Linked DNA regions of Macaca mulatta: region 1 is linked to region 2. Evidence: chromatin contacts called from public Hi-C data. All regions are on one chromosome and are shown on one strand. Each heading gives the region's core, a stretch centred on a gene start, on an enhancer-like site or on the middle of the called end of the contact. The rest is flanking DNA. Distances are from core to core; before and after follow the strand shown. Region 1 holds the start of FICD (FIC domain protein adenylyltransferase). Region 2 holds the start of PWP1 (PWP1 homolog, endonuclein).

Evidence for each region. A called contact is a pair of places that touch in the nucleus more often than the background predicts.
Region 1: a contact with region 2 is called in a Hi-C map of fetal cortex germinal zone, with 4 times the contacts expected there. The contact joins the promoter of FICD here to the promoter of PWP1 in region 2. A contact is called at or near these places in 2 of 14 Hi-C or Micro-C datasets (fetal cortex germinal zone and fetal cortical plate).

The regions. Positions count from the first base shown.
Region 1 is chr11:115,644,688-115,647,387 of T2T-MMU8v2.0, forward strand. FICD (FIC domain protein adenylyltransferase) reads left to right here and starts at 1,294. Exons shown (of 3, transcript XM_001095158.5): 1 at 1,294-1,528. The region is part of intron 1 of LOC107001006 (a long non-coding RNA gene); the gene reads right to left.
Region 2 is chr11:114,883,056-114,885,755 of T2T-MMU8v2.0, forward strand. It overlaps PWP1 (PWP1 homolog, endonuclein), which reads left to right and starts at 1,259. Exons shown (of 14, transcript XM_077954853.1): 1 at 1,259-1,446. The coding sequence starts at 1,375.

The sequences.
Region 1 (2,700 bases), core at 44-2,543, 760 kb after region 2:
CCATTTTACAAGTGGGGAAAGTGAGGCTAGGAGTAACATGCCCACGGTGACACAGAGAGTAAATGGCAAAGTCTGAATTTGAGCTCAGGTCTCTCTGACTCCCCAGAATCTGAACTGCTGATTTCTAAATACTTAGTGTTTCTGGGGCACCTCCCTAGATGTTTAATTTCAGTATTTGTGGATTAAGATGGAGGTTTCCATTCTCTGCTTCAAGGAAAAAATTTCTCTATGGGAAGCCAAAAGAACTAGCCAGATCCTTCTGGAGAGGATACAAATTAAAAAGTCAGGGAGGACCGAGGGGGTGGCTCATGCCTGTAATCTTAGCGCTTTGGGAAGCCAAGGTGGAGGAAGAGCTTGAGGTCAAGAGTTTGAGACCAACCCTGGTGACATAGCCAGACCCTGTCTCTAAAGAAAATAAAAAATCAGAAATAGGTCGGGCGCGGTGCCTCACGCCTGTAATCCCAGCACTTTGGGAGGATGAGGCAGGCAAATCTTCTGAGGTCAGGAGTTCGAGACCAGCCTGGCCAACATGGTGAAACTCCGTCTCTACTAAAAATACAAAAATTAGCCGGGCGTGATGATGTGCGCCTGTAATCCCAGCTACTCGGGAGACTGAGGCAGGAGATCGCTTGAACCCCGGAGGCGGAGGTTGCAGTGGGCCGAGATCGCGCCACTTCCCTCCAGCCTGGGCAACAGAGTGACTCCGTCTCAAGAAAAAAAAAAAAGAAAAGAAAAGAAAAAGAAAACTCGCCGGGCGTGGTGGCACGCACTTGTAGTCCCAGCTACTTGGGAGGCTGAGGTGGGAGGATTGCTTGAGCCCAGGAGGTGGAGGCTGCAGTGAGCTGCAATTGCTCCACTGCACTCCAGCCTGGGCGACATAACGAGATCCTGTATTTTAAAAGAAAACAAAAGTTGTTTAAGTCAGGGAGGAAAAGACACAGAGAGGGAAAGAGAAAATTAGAAGGCGGCGGCAAATTCAGCAGCACGGGGTGGAGGCTAAGAACAGGGGCTGCGCAGTCAAGGAGGCTAACAGGGTGAAGGGGTGGAAAGCATCTGCTTCTTCATTTCACGCCAGGGAAAAATGAGGCACACGACAGCGGATCCGGGACGAGGAGACCCGAGGAAGGCACCGCCGTGGAACTTAGAATTTCCGGGCCAGCCACCTAGCGTGCCGCAAATCCCCACGCGCGTCGGGTTTCCAGCACCTGCTCCTCCCGTCTGTGGCCTAGGCTCCGCCCCTCCCGCTGCTTATTGGCTGCTACATGAACGGGACAAACGCAAGCGACAACCAATGGGAGTGGCCCACGGCGCGTCTTTCCCGGGGAAGCCGAGGCGGACGCGGGAACCCGGAAATGCGAGGGAAGGACAAGTGGAGAAAGCCAATCCGCCGAGACGAGGGCTGCGGGCGGTTCAATGGCGAGTCGCCGAGGGCGGGGCCAGAGGCCGGCGGAGAAGGAGGACCCGGGAGCCGGCGGCCTCGGAGCTGGGAGCGCGGGGAAGGCGGTTGGGGTTCTGACAGCCGCGCGCGGTGAGAAGGGGGCAAGCCCGAGGGGCTCGAGAGGACGGAGCCGGGAAGGGTGCGGCGGGGCCGCGAGCTCTGGGCGGGGTTCGGGAAGGGGAGGCTCTGCAGTCCTGGAGGGGACTTGGACCGGTCCCCTCTCCTCTCCCGGCCTCAGTTCTCCTTTTCTTGGGAAGTGTGGGGGAGAGATTCGCGCCTCCTGGAACGCATTCCTTCCCCGCACACACCCCTGGCACCGGCGAACTGCCCCTTGCCTGTACCGCCCCGTCCAGGAGCCTGTCCCCTCGGGAAGCCACCCCTGGACCCGCGCAGCACTCCAGGCGCACCCGTTAAAGCTCATCGCAAGCCATTTCTCATGTTCTGTGGCAAAGGGCCAGGCTCCACATAAGACTCCGAACCCCCGATCCATCAGTCATTCCCGGGTCAGTACCAGCCCAGAGCAGGTGCACAGGCCCTGCTTAGTAATAAGGTAGAAGTTGAGACCCGGGGACCGGGCTCAGAGGCCCTGGTGTTTCCTTCCGGATGCCTCTGTTTACCTCTTGTGGGCCTTCTGGAATTTAACTTATGCTCTCTGTGCCTTGGTTTCCCTTGTCTGTAAAATAGAGCTAGGGGTAGCTCTTCTTTCATAGGGTGGCATGAGGGTGAAATGAGGCAATGTGTGGCCAGTACACAGCTCAGCACCTAGCACACCATAGTTGCTTAATAAGTGCTTATTGTTAGCATAGTGTTTGCATACCTGGCCCCCCTCCACTTCCACTGCCAGCCCCAAGTACATACAAGCCCTGTTGTCACTGAGGCCAAGCACTGTGGCCCACAGCCTGAGTTCCTTTCGAGATGCTCGAACTGCTCCTCCTCCTGGTGGGGTCCCTTCTGGACAGGCCAGAAACGGAAGGCCAGAGAGGGGAAGGGCACTGTGGGAGCTGTGGCTGAATATCAAGGTGAGGGCAATAAATGAGGCCACCCAACAGTTGTGCTTATCAAAGATTGGGTGTCAGAAGTGCTGTGGCTGATCTGCATGTGTGCCTGTCAGTCATTTGTGTCCCAAATGTTTGACATATGTCCACAAATCCAGTGTCTGTAGTCAGAAGCCACAGGGATGTATGGAAAGGGGGAACACGTTAGAGCCGTGGGGTTCCTGAGTTCCAGGTCCTAAGGCTGTCACTTGCTCCCGGCGAGACTTT
Region 2 (2,700 bases), core at 9-2,508:
AGAATCATCTTACAGAAACAGAGCAGGGGGAGAAGCCTTAATGAACAAATCTGCCTACACAAACAATGAGCAATTTACTCCTGGGAGGGTCTCTCCTTAGGCTGGGAGATTGCCAAGGACACTAGGCTGAGTAGAGCTGGTGACAGAACTCGTAGTTGTATCAGCTCCTGAGTGTGTGATCTGAGTAGGAAAGTATTTGACTACTGGGGATTGTAACTTCATCTTTAAAACAAAGTGTTGTGAGAACCAAGTAAAATATTGTATATAAAGATAAATGTGTTGCAAAAAGGTCCCCGAATAGAGCCCACAGGTGGACACCTCCCGTTTGACAATGCGACTGGGGAAGATCATGTGTACTGCCAGTTTATCCTTGCCACTGTTTCCCCATAGCAGCCACCTTCCTGTGTCTTTTGCTTGCCTCTCTCAGAGGTAGATGCATTGAGGGTAAATGACCAGTACAGAGACACATAGCCAAGAAAAAGAGATCAAAACCCAGCTTTTTCTGGGATGCTAGTTTGAGATTTTCCATTCTACAGTCGTCCAGCCACTCACAAGTTCTAACTGATGACTGATCTTAGCTGAGAAGCGTGACATAAATACAAGGGAGTCACACTGCCTGGGTTCATATCCCAGCTGCACCACTTACTAGCAGTGTGACCTTGGGAAGGATCGCTGTTTTCCCTGTTTTCCCAGGTGTAAAAGGGAAATAGGACCTCCCACAAAGGGGTAAGTAATCACGTGAATATACCGCACTCAAAAGAGCGACTTCAACATAAGCAAGCACTTTGTGTTTGCCAATACTAAATCACTACCGCATACTTAGTATATAATTGGTGCTCAATGTTTTAAAGTGAGAAAGTAACATTTAGGAATGTAATGGTGGGATCTCCATGAAACGACAAATTCATTTTGGAGAAAGCTTTAAAAAACGCAAACCACAAACCTCTGCCATTTGTCAGCTTGAAGTCTACGGAACTGCAAGCAAAATAAAGACTGGTGGAACTTAGCTTCTGACTGACCCCTACAGTCCCAAATATTTTCTTGGCCGTTACAAAGCCCGCAGGCATCGTCACATGCAGTACTGAAAAGCCTTTTCTCGATACTCAACACAGCCCAGCCCAGCCCAGCCCAGCCCAGCCCACGTGGATTCCTCGCCCGGCTGCTTCCGCTTCCATTCTGTCCCCTCCCATTTCCCATTCGGCGCCTCAAAATGACGTCAAAACGAGCGCCAACGCTGCCCGAGAAGGAGCCCGCGCATGCGCTCTGCCCTGGCAGCGACCCTGTGCGGAGACAAGAGCGTGTGGCCGCAGCGAGGCTGTGGTCCCGCCCGCTGCGGCCGGGTTTCTAGCCTGACACGCCCTTGACCTAAGGATCATGAACCGCAGCCGCCAGGTGACGTGCGTGGCCTGGGTCCGCTGCGGCGTGGCCAAAGAGACACCAGACAAGGTGAGGCCTGGTCGCTGGGAGACAAGGGGAGCAGCGTCTTTACTGCACTGCGGGTCTGCCCGGCTAGGGGAACGTGGACCCAGAACTTGGGGAGTTGGCTGGTGCGACTGGCTGGGGTGAGGGCGGCTTTGCCCCGATTGTCGCGATTAGAGCTGCGGTTCAGAGAGTCTGGTTCGCCTGAGCCTGGGGAGTCAGGGGCCGCGCCTCCTCACTGTTCCCACCCTCAAGCCCAGCCCCATCCCCATCCCCAAATTCGCAAGCACGTGGACGTAGCGGGCCGGAAAGGCGTAAGCTGCTGTTTTGGTAATACCCCCCAAAGGCTTTTTGACCACACCGCAGCTTCACTAGCACCCAAATGCATTTTCAAGCGTAAGTGGGAAGAGAGCATGAAAACTCCACTTTCCACTCCTGTGCTCCGTGTCTGAAGGAGTGAGGATGAGTGTGGTGTAGAAAAACAGGTGTGGAGACTAAGATGTCGTGAGGCTGGGGGATGAATTGGGAATTTCTTGCAGTAATCCAGGTGAGATGTTGATGGTGGCAGTGAGGATGAGAGGTAAATGTAACACTGAAAAACCTACAGGAGTTGAAGACTAAGACTGTAGCAGAGGTGAAGATTACTTAATTCACTCATTGGATACTAAGAGCTTTCTGTAGGCCAGGCATTGTTCAGGGTCCTGGGATAGGCATAAACAAAACAGAAAAAGTCCCTGCGTTTATGGAGTCGACATGTGCACATATAGTATGTCAGTGGGAGTAAGTGCAACCAAACAGTAAAAGGGCTTGATTTGAATGTAATTGACCAAGATAATAATGATGGTGATAGGAATGTGATTGGCTTGGACATGGAGTTAACAGGAATGAGGGATGGGAGTAGTCCCAGTAGTTGTAAATTCCACCTGGGCACAGACTGTGTTTTATTTACCACGGTTTCTCCAGGGTTTGGTTGATGGTAGGCACTCGGTGTATATTTATAGAATAGGGACGGAAAATTATCTCACAAAAAATTGTTGGAGGAAACAGTTATTAAAAAGAGACATAGCCTTTCAAATACTTGAAGACAGTGATTTCCAAGAGAGTCTACGCATTGAAAATCTCACACTTGGGGAGGTTAAAAAAATACTGATGTTTATGTCCCACTCCCAAGTATTGTGTTGTAATTAGCCTGGAGTGTAGCCTAAATTATTTAAGATTCCCTAGGTGATTCTAATGTACAGACAAGTCTGGGAACCAATATTTGAGGAGTTTATAGGAAAA